2 separate regions of the Sus scrofa genome follow, and region 1 is linked to region 2. Evidence: chromatin contacts called from public HiChIP or PLAC-seq data. All regions are on one chromosome and are shown on one strand. Each heading gives the region's core, a stretch centred on a gene start, on an enhancer-like site or on the middle of the called end of the contact. The rest is flanking DNA. Distances are from core to core; before and after follow the strand shown.

Region 1 (4,560 bases), core at 1,582-4,081, 150 kb after region 2:
TTCACAACAGACCTGGGTGACCTTGGCCTGAGGCCAGCGGTCAGTTCCTCCATCGTCAGCCTACCTGGACACAGGCCAAGGAAGCCTTCATTCCCACCGACTCCAGCAGTACACCTGTGCGCAGGCGCTGCTGAAGAACCGGCTCACCTGAGCGGTGGCGTCTGTCAGTCCTCACTGCCGTTAGTGGGCCCGCTGACCTCTGGGTATTTAAGGCTGGTGTAAGCTGGGTCCAGAAATGCCTGCTGCAGCTGCTTCGCGTTGAAAGTGCATGCACACCGTGTGTCAGGAATAAGCTTTGTACCTTCATTTACATGTATTAAGAGAACCTTTTTCAAGTTTATAATGTTTGGATGACATGTTATTATTACTTTGCTGTGAAATTCTTAATTTAACTTGTAATAAAGGTCATTGGACTCTTGCAGATCAGAGGCCATGGTTTTGTTTCCCTCAGGGCTTATGAAACAAACACAAGTGTCCCGAATGGTTGGATGAATATGGTAAATATAACTCTACTAAAGTTTAAAATCGCCCGGAAGGAAATTCATCAAGAGAAGACAGAGGAAGGATCACGTTTCGACTTAAGAGCCACGTACGTTTCCAGCTGCTTCCTTTCCCCCTTGAAGCTTGAGGTTGGACCCCAGCAGAGGCGGCTTGACGGTGCATCAGAGGTGAACAAGGGACTTGACGGCGATGCCCGGAAACTCGTGCTTTATCCCGGAGTCTCCTCTGATGCCCCGGCTGGAGCATGTGAAGATTGTGAGTTTAGATTTGTAGTGGTGAATTTATATGTTTTGAGGGGAATTACGGGCTTAGTGGGTCACCTTTGTGCAATGTAAAGGTAGGTACCAGGATTCTTCTGTATATGAAAAAGTTCAGTCGTGTCTTTCTGCCGAAATGTGCTTTATTTTGGTGACTGTTCTGGGTGAGTTGAGAGTATGGTCTGCTCTTACTGGTTGGGATATTCAATAAATGCCAGTTAGAGCAGGTTGGTTGGTAGTTTGGGGCAGGTCCAACATAACCTTTCTGATCTTCTGTCTTGCTGGTCTCTCCGTTACTGAATGAGGGGTGTTGGAGTCTACAGCTATAGTAGTGGGTCTGTTTCTCCATGGGATTTGATCAGTTTTTGCCTCAAATATTTTGCTGCTCTGCTGTTATGTGCATTCATTTTAAGGATTGTTATGTCTTCTTGGAAACTACCTCTTTTATCATGATTTAATATCCTTATTTATCCTCAGCAATTTTTCTTGTGAAGTTTTTGTCTTCTAAATTTGTAGCTAATCCAGCTTTCTTTTGGTTAGTGGTGCTGTGAGCATGTCTTTCTCTAGCCCTTGACTTTTAATCCGTGAACGTTTATCTTTTAAAGTAGATTTCTCGTAGATAGCATATAGTTGAGACTAATTTTATTATCCACTCTTAAAGTCTCTATATTTTAATTGGTATATTTAGGTCATTCACAACTAAAGAAATAAATGATATAGTTGGATTAACATCTGCCATGTTTGCAACTATTTTCTATTCATTGTGCTTGTATTTTGTTTCTCTTTTTCTCTTCTACCTTATCTGCCTTCTGTGGCTTTAATTGAGCACTTTATGGGTTTGTTTTCTCTCCTCTCTTAGAACATTCTTTATGTTTTCTTAATAAACATTTTAGGTGTTGTTTAGAATTTGCAGTGTGAATTCTCAGTGACCCCAAGTCCATCCTCAAATACCCCTTTCCTACTTCACAAACAGTCTCTGAATCTCAGAGCAAATGACGCTCAGTATCTGCCTCCTGTCATTAATTTTCTTTATCCACACACACTGATTCCCAATACGATGTTACTGCTATTGCTTTAAACAAACTGCTGTCTTTTCGACCAGGTAACATGAAAGATAAAGAATTTCATTCTCCCTTAATTTCGTCGTCTTCCAGTGTGCTTCCATTTTCAGACAGATGCAAGTTTCTGGCCTGTTTCAATTCCCTTCTCGCCGAAAGAATGTATGTAAGTTATACTTCAACATATTTTTTTTAAAAAATCAAGTCCACTTCCATGTTGGGGTGACGTCGAGGGGAGATGAGTCAAACAGCCACCATGGAGGGGGTACGGGGAGTCGGAAGGGGGGTTGGGTGCATTGAGTCCCCGCTGTTTTTTCAGCTAAAGAATGGTTCACGTGGTGGCGTGTTTCTGGGTGGCTCTGAAATATGTCTGAGTTAAACACAAGTTCATAAGATGTTTGAAACTGTGGAACTCTTCTCTTTCTGTTTTCCTGTAAGGAAACTCCACCTTAGAAATGGTGTTGGCTCGAGTGCAGAAACTACTTAAACTCTGAGAAATTCATGGGAGCAAATATTACACTTTGTTCTGAGATTCTGATTCAGTCCACCTAATTCTAATTATCCTGCGATGAATGAATTAAAACCATCTGATTGAGTCATGTTTGTAAAATGCTCTCATTAGTAACTCCTCTGAATGTTTTGATTGTTTCTTTTTATAATCATCTGGTCATGTGGCCCCTTTTAAAGCTTAAATGTCAAACATAGACGTCAGTGGAGTCACGTGAAAGATTCGACATGTGCCATCGTCATGCGTCCCGTTCGGAAACGTCTCATTAGACTGTCCTCGGTGGGCTCCTGCTCGAGAGGCTGCGCGTGGTTTCAGTTATTTGCTGCAGAACGCAAGCCTATAAAATATAAAACTATGATGAAATGGAAAGAATGTTTTGAGGCAGCTACAGACAAAACCCTGCCGTCGGGATGAAAGGCTGGATGAGTCACGTAGCCGGGGAGATGTGATCACCCCGGCCAAGCCAGGCGACCGCGTCTGCGAGGCCGATTGCTCAACCGGGACGCCTCCCCACTGGCCCAGAGGCCCCGGGTCACATGGCGGGGCAGGACCCTGGGCAGGCAGGCGCCGCACGTGTCCTAACGGGATGGGCCGAGCTCCCCAGCGGCAGAGAGCCAGCGCCCCCAGGGATGCTCGGCCTGGCCGACTTTGCTCCCGAGGAGCTGTCCCCAGAGGAGGTGTGGCGTGTGCGCCTGGGCCGCGAGGGGCAGGCCGGAGCCAGACACACGGTGGTCTCTGGGGCGGGGGTCAGTGCCGCTTTCATTCAGGCCTCTGGGGTCCATGGCCTCCAGGAGGAAGTGGAAGGTCATGGGGGGTCGAGGAGGCGTGTTCGGGATGACGCCAGGCATTCATGCCTTCAGCGCTCACCCCCTGCTGCAAACAGCAAGGGTTTAGAAACAGTGAAAACCGAGGGAGACAAAGGAAGCAGCAGAGCCCAGAGCTTCCCAGTGAGATGGTCACAGCAGGGCCCCCTGCTGGCCGGGGCGGAGGGGGGGCGGGGGTGCCTGGGGCAGAACCGGTGTGGACATGGGGGGAGGGAAGGCCCAGGTCACGGTTCCTACTGATGGGACGTGGGCCTGTCCTGTTCTCCCGCCACCTCAGCTGAACACTTGCCCTGGAGTCTGGCCCTCTGCCCATTCTTGCTGCACTTGGTCTGCACAGGGCCCAGCACCCGGCGGGGTCAGCTTTCTCGGGACAAAAGCCACCAGCCCCCGCTGTGTTAAGTTCATGGTCACGGGGGTAGAAGGGGCAGCCACGGGACTGCAGCATGGCGTCCCATGGCCGGTACCGGGGCAGGTGACCCCTGGAACCGGTGAGTCATTCTCGAAGTGGCCCCAGGGCGTGTGGGCCCCGGGCAGGAGCAGACGCTGTGGGATAAACCAAGTGGTGGCTTGGAACCTTCGACGCGCACGCTGAGCAGCATGAAAGGTCCGCGAGATCCAGGACCTGGCCGACGGGAGGCTGCCCTCAGCCCCTGAGCCCCGAGCAGCTTAGGGGCCGTGGTGTCAGGTGAGCCCAGTCATTGCGGCCGGAGTCCCAGAGCAGTGAGCTGGGAGCTGAGTTTCCAAGGACGAGTGTGTGGGGACAGGCCAGCAACTCCGGAGAGAAGAGCACGTGTAGGACACGGACATGGGCCCAGGGCGGGTGCCCTTGACCCCACCCCACGTGCTGAACAGAGGCGGCCGTGCTGGGCGGGGGACCGGGTCCCCGAGTGCTCAGCGGCGGGGGGACTCCTCCGTGGGCCAGCAGACAGCCCTTTTGGTGGGAGGGTCGGAGGAGACGGAGGCCCTATGAAGGCGGCCTGTTTTCAGGGCCAGGGAACTTCCCTGTGGGCGCCAGACAAAGGCAGCCTGGGCCCTCCCGACGCCATCTCTGCTCGGCCCCCGTGGGCGCCCCCGGCCACCCACCGTCACTGGTCACACACACAGGTGTGGTTCGCTTGGTTCAAGAGTGTGTCTTTGTGGGGAAGAGACCTGCCCTTGACCGAGACGTGCCTTCTTCCTGGGCGTGGTCTCCGTCACGGGGTTCATCTCATGGGCTTCAGTTTTCTTACCTAGAAAGCGTGAATCATCACGCTCAGTCTTAGACTGCGGAGAGGCTCAGGTGTGCCCTGTGTGGCCCATCAGCGGTGCTGATTCCTCAGCCAGCGCCGTGGCCTGGGCCCCTTGGGGAAGGGTCCTGCGGGGAAGGCTCTCTCGGGACTCAGGACCCCGTGGAGTCAGACCAGTGGAGGAGG
Region 2 (4,999 bases), core at 1,333-3,832:
AAAAACACATAAAATGGAATTAGCGTTTCGTTCTCTGGGAAGAGAGGGCCGCGTTTCTCAGCTGGTTCTTGGCTGCTGATGGGCAGACCACGTCAGGACCAACAGGGGGCCATTCGAGTGACGTGGTGACCTGTCTCCCAGACCTACAGGCTCCTGAAACCTCAGGGGACAGTTACACCCGAAAGGCTGAGAGAACCGGCTCCAGGGTCTCTGGATGCACCAGCGTCCAGGCGGGAGGAGGTGGACGCCCACTTCAGGTGGGGAGTGACTTCATCCTCCCCCGTTTCTGTCCTCCCTGGGCCCTCAGCACAGGGGACCAGGCCCACTGCCCTGGGCAGGGCACCTGCTTCCTGAGTCCACAGATGCTGTGCTCCTGGCTGGCGCCTTCAGTGACAGCAGCACCTCGGAGGCGGGTCCCTCCTGGGGTTGGGCGCACAGTGTCAGCAGATGCCCACGCACGCCCGTCTGACCTTCATCAGGAAGTCCTCAGTTGTGAAACGACGGGGACCCAGATATGACACTGGCCAAGGCCCCTCATGGCACCTTCAGGATGTGTGACCCTCAGCCCGGCTATGTCATCTGTGGCTCAGGGTGACCTGGGACCAGACTGATTTCTTCATTTATGGGCAATGCCAGAACCAGGCAGCGCCAGGGTGCTCCTCAGGCGGGGAGGCAGGGGCCAGAGCCACGTTCCAGAAGCTGACGAGTCTGGCCAGGGTCACCCCAGGATGGGTGGGGTCCAGCCGAGCTGTCGCACTGGTGTCAGGCAGGCAGGTGGCGAGCAGCAGTGGCCAGAGCCAAGCAGAGGGCCTCCACCTGCCCTGTGGGTGTCAGCACCTGCCGTGGCACCCAGGGGCCTCAGGAAGGGGGGCGGGTCACCCACGAGGTGTAGGTGCAGCGGTGGCGGGAGGGGTCCTGGAGTCAGGGCTCTGACGGTCGTCATGGGACGGCCGTCCTCCGGCAAAGGTTCAGTCCTGTCCGTCGCGCAGTTTTGGTCCCAGGTGCCCAGGAAATGCGACTGTGCCTTTGCAACCCTCCCCACCACGGGGCAGCTGTAATTCCTTAAATTCCCTCCAGCGTGGGTTCCAGGATCACAGAGTTGAGCCAGCCTGTGAACGTGGAAACTAGGTTTCCTGATCCTCTTGGCTGGGCCTTTACATTTTAAAATATGGAAAAAAATCTACTTGGATTAAACAGTCCTTCCAAATGAGGCTGACGGGAAGCGGATGGGTGCGCCCGTGTCCATGGGTCTAACCATTGGAGCGCCTCGCCCATCTTTTATCGCTGGTGAGGTGCAGCCCGTGGCTTCTGACCACGACGTCCAGGGACCCTCGCGCGGGCCGTCTCCGCAGGACGCACCCCGTCCTCCGCCGGGAGGCCTGAGCTCAGCACGGGTGCGGTGTCGTCTGAGTCGGTGCAGCTGGCATCTGAAGCCCCGGGACCGCTTTTTATCGGGAATATTTGCTCCTATGAGACCCGGGCTCACCCGTAGCCGCTCACACGGGTTTCACGGTCACGTTCTGACTGTTTCTGTTTTTCTGTTCTGTCTCCTTTGCCTCTGGTTTGAGTCAGTGATCCTCCCACCCCGGGCCCTTAGAACTGCAGGAGCCCCGCCGAGCAGATTAAGTCAGGTCTTGGTCATGTCATGGAAGTGCTGGGGGGCTGCCTGCTGGGGGCTGGAGGTCCCGGGGGGCTGGGGACTGGAGGTGCTGGGGGCTGGAGGTGCTGGGGGGCTGGGGCTGGAGGTCCTGGGGGGCTGGGGGCTGGAGGTCCTGGGGGGCTGGGGCTGGAGGTCCTGGGGGGCTGGGGCTGGAGGTGCTGGGGGCTGGGGCTGGAGGTCCTGGGGGGCTGGGGCTGGAGGTCCTGGGGGACTGAAGGTCCCGGGGGGCTGGGGGCTGGAGGTCCTGGGGGGCTGGGGGCTGGAGGTCCTGGGGGGCTGGGGCTGGAGGTGCTGGGGGCTGGGGCTGGAGGTCCTGGGGGCTGGGGCTGGAGGTCCTGGGGGACTGAAGGTCCTGGGGGCTGGGGCTGGAGGTCCTGGGGGGCTGGGGCTGGAGGTCCTGGGGGACTGAAGATCCTGGGGGGCTGGGGCTGGAGGTCCTGGGGGACTGAAGGTCCCGGGGGGCTGGGGGCTGGAGGTCCTGGGGGGCTGGGGGCTGGAGGTCCTGGGGGACTGAAGGTCCTGGGGGGCTGGGGGCTGGAGGTCCTGGGGGGCTGGGGCTGGAGGTCCCGGGGGGCTGGGGCTGGAGGTCCCGGGGGGCTGGGGGCTGGAGGTCCTGGGGGACTGAAGGTCCTGGGGGACTGAAGGTCCTGGGGGGCTGGGGGCTGGAGGTCCTGGGGGACTGAAGGTCCTGGGGGGCTGGGGCTGGAGGTCCTGGGGGGCTGGGGCTGGAGGTCCTGGGGGCTCTTGCTGGTGCGAGGCTCTGGGGGTGGCCCTGGGTGAGCCTGCCCTCGGGAAGCAGGCTTTCTCGGGGTCGCCTCTTCCTTCTGTTCCTCCTCCGTCTGCAAGTGGCCTCTGAACGCCTCGCCCTTTCCCTCACTGCGGTCTCTGGGCTCTTGCCAAAGGCCCTGACTCATCTCCTTTGCAGTCGGGCCGCCCCCAAAGCCGTCAGCTCTGCCAACCCCACATTCCGACAGCCGACCGCGAGTTCTGCTCCAGGGCCTGCCCTCCCCCCCCCCCCCCCCCGCCTCCGCTTGACCTGTGACCGCCGCCCCCGGAGCCGCGTTCTTGACCCCCGCCCTCGCCAGACGTGAAGCCACTGATCCCCAGATCCCCAGACCCCTCCTGATCTCCCTGCCCCGCTCCGCGCCCTGGCGGCCGCAGGTGCCACAGGCTTCCTCCCACGGCTCCGGGTCCGTACCGCCCGGGGCCGCCGCCGTCGCGTCCGAGCCCCGGCCTCTCCGCCCTCCGCCTGTGCACTTCTTCTCCTGTTCGTTTTGCTCAGAAGGCCTTCTAGTTTCCCGTTGTCCTCTTCATCGGGTCACGGGTTCCCTCGGAGGGAGCGCCTCCGTTTCCACACATCTGGGGGCCCGGCCACGGCCCCTTCTGTGGGTTCTGATGTGACTCCGCGGGTTCGGAGGGTTCGCCTGTATTGACCTTGGCTTCGTGTCCCGTGGCCCCTTGAGGAGCGTGTGTTCCGCTCCTGGTGGTGGCGTCACCGCTGTCAGTGAAGGCAGGTGGGAACAGTGCCCTCGTCTTGTGTGGCTGCAAAAGCCGCGTCCGTGGTGGGGCGGCAGGAAAGCCTCCCCTCAGACCGTCCACCAGGAGGCCTCCGCTTGTGGTCTTGCGGGTTGTGCCTCATGCGTTTTGAAGCTCCTGGGTGAGGCTGGGATCGTTACGTCATTCGGATGACTGGGTCTCTGCCGTGCGAAGCGGCATATTCTTTTTTTCTTCGCTTTGAAACGTGCTTGCTGCGAACCGCTTAGCTTTCGTTTGGTGCGTGTTAGGACAGCGGTCTCAGTTTCTTTTCTTCCGCCTGCTCGAGTCTGTGTTGGAAGTGCCTCTCTCGTAGCTGGTATTCGGCTTGTCTTACTCTTTTATCCAGTCTGATGACTCTGACTTTTCATTGGTACATTTAGACGATTTATACTTGATGTGACTTTCTTTTCTTTTTGGTATTTTCTAGAGCCGCACCCACGGCATATGGAAGTTCCCAGGCCAGGGGTCTAATTGGAGCTGTAGCTGTCAGCCTACACCACAGCCACAGCAACTTGGGATCTGAGCCGCATCTGCCACCCACCACAGCTCACGGCAACGCCAGATCCTTGACCCGTGGAGCGAGGCCAGGGATCGAACCCGAAACCTCTCGGTTCCTAGTCGGATTCGTTACCCACTGAGCCACATCGGGAACGCCAACATTTGATGTGATTTTGATATGGTTTTGTGGAAGACTCGCACTTTGTTTTCTGTTTGTCCACCTGATATTTTTCCCCCGCCTTCCTTTGGCTCAGTTGGATGTTTTTGGTCCTGTTTTATAACTTTTCGGGATTCTAGGTCTCCACCTTGTCTTGCGAGTCTGAGGCCGTGGTAAGGTGCGCCGTGCGTATCTTCAGCCTGACTGTCCCCCTTCGAGCGATATTGCCCATGGGATCCACGGGGTGGGAACCTGTCAGAGAAACAGTCGCGCCTCCGTTTCTTCTCTCCGGCCTTTAAGCCGTGGCTGTGGCGCTTTTCACTTTCCCACCTGCTGTAACGCCCATTATGTTATGATTAATTCTGTTCAAGCATTTCCTCTCAGACGGTAATGATGAAATCTCATGCATTTCCCGTGTCGCTCCTCATTGAACGTCTTCTTGAGCCTTGGTTTTCTTGTCTTTAAAACTGAGTCGTTGAATTAGATGGTCTCTGTGATTCTGGAAAAGCCGCTTCGCCGCCGAGAGGATTGTGCTGAATTCTCTGTGCAGGCACGCGCGGGCGTGGGCTGTCTTGAAGCTACGTATGCATGTTCTTTATTTCCCGGGCGTTGTGAATACGCGTATAATTGTATGCAGTGTGCAGCAAACTCACCTTAGCGACTGCTGCGTGTGACCGAGGGTTGCGGCGGCGTTTAGCAGTGTCTGACATCCAGTGAGCGACGGAGCCCGTGTAAGCCCGTCTTGGTCAGGATTCCCACTCGCGAGACACCAACTCTCGGTTTTGATTTTGCCTCTGACGTCCCTTGCGTTTTCTTGTCAGGTCGCATCCCAGCCTCCCCGAGCCCTGGGCTGAAACGGGCCGCATTTAGGGTTCCTTTTCTTGGCCACTTGCTCAAGCCTGATTTCTTATTTGTAGCCTAAGACAAACTGGTTTGAGCTCAAGTTCAACATTTCCTCTTACTTATTAGATACATACCTGAGCAGTGTCACTACTCCACGTCCCGTATTTATGCGACCATTGTGTCCTGAATTCTCTTCACAGCGCAGTCAGGGCCACTGACCCACGAAGACATTGAAACACTTGTACGCATCCACGCGGTTGGGACGCGGCTGTGCCGACGCGCACACCGTCGAACTGGTTTCAGAC

The links. HiChIP or PLAC-seq counts read pairs in DNA pulled down with a chosen protein or histone mark.
Region 1: a contact with region 2 is called in an H3K27ac HiChIP or PLAC-seq map of alveolar macrophages. The contact joins two enhancer-like sites. A contact is called at or near these places in 1 of 47 Hi-C or Micro-C datasets (embryonic fibroblasts) and 1 of 2 datasets of contacts at active chromatin or transcription factors (alveolar macrophages).

The regions. Positions count from the first base shown.
Region 1 is chr1:823,515-828,074 of Sscrofa11.1, forward strand. No RefSeq gene overlaps it. Among named protein-coding and RNA genes, the nearest start is that of THBS2, 29 kb to the right of the region's middle. Within about 2 kb of position 2,832, at least 21 of the 83 cell types and tissues checked have an H3K27ac peak or open chromatin away from gene starts, as enhancers often do. A contact at or near this core is called in alveolar macrophages, where this site is marked.
Region 2 is chr1:669,174-674,172 of Sscrofa11.1, forward strand. All of the region lies in intron 18 of WDR27 (WD repeat-containing protein 27), which reads left to right. Among named protein-coding and RNA genes, the nearest start is that of WDR27, 93 kb to the left of the region's middle. Within about 2 kb of position 2,583, at least 32 of the 83 cell types and tissues checked have an H3K27ac peak or open chromatin away from gene starts, as enhancers often do. A contact at or near this core is called in alveolar macrophages, where this site is marked.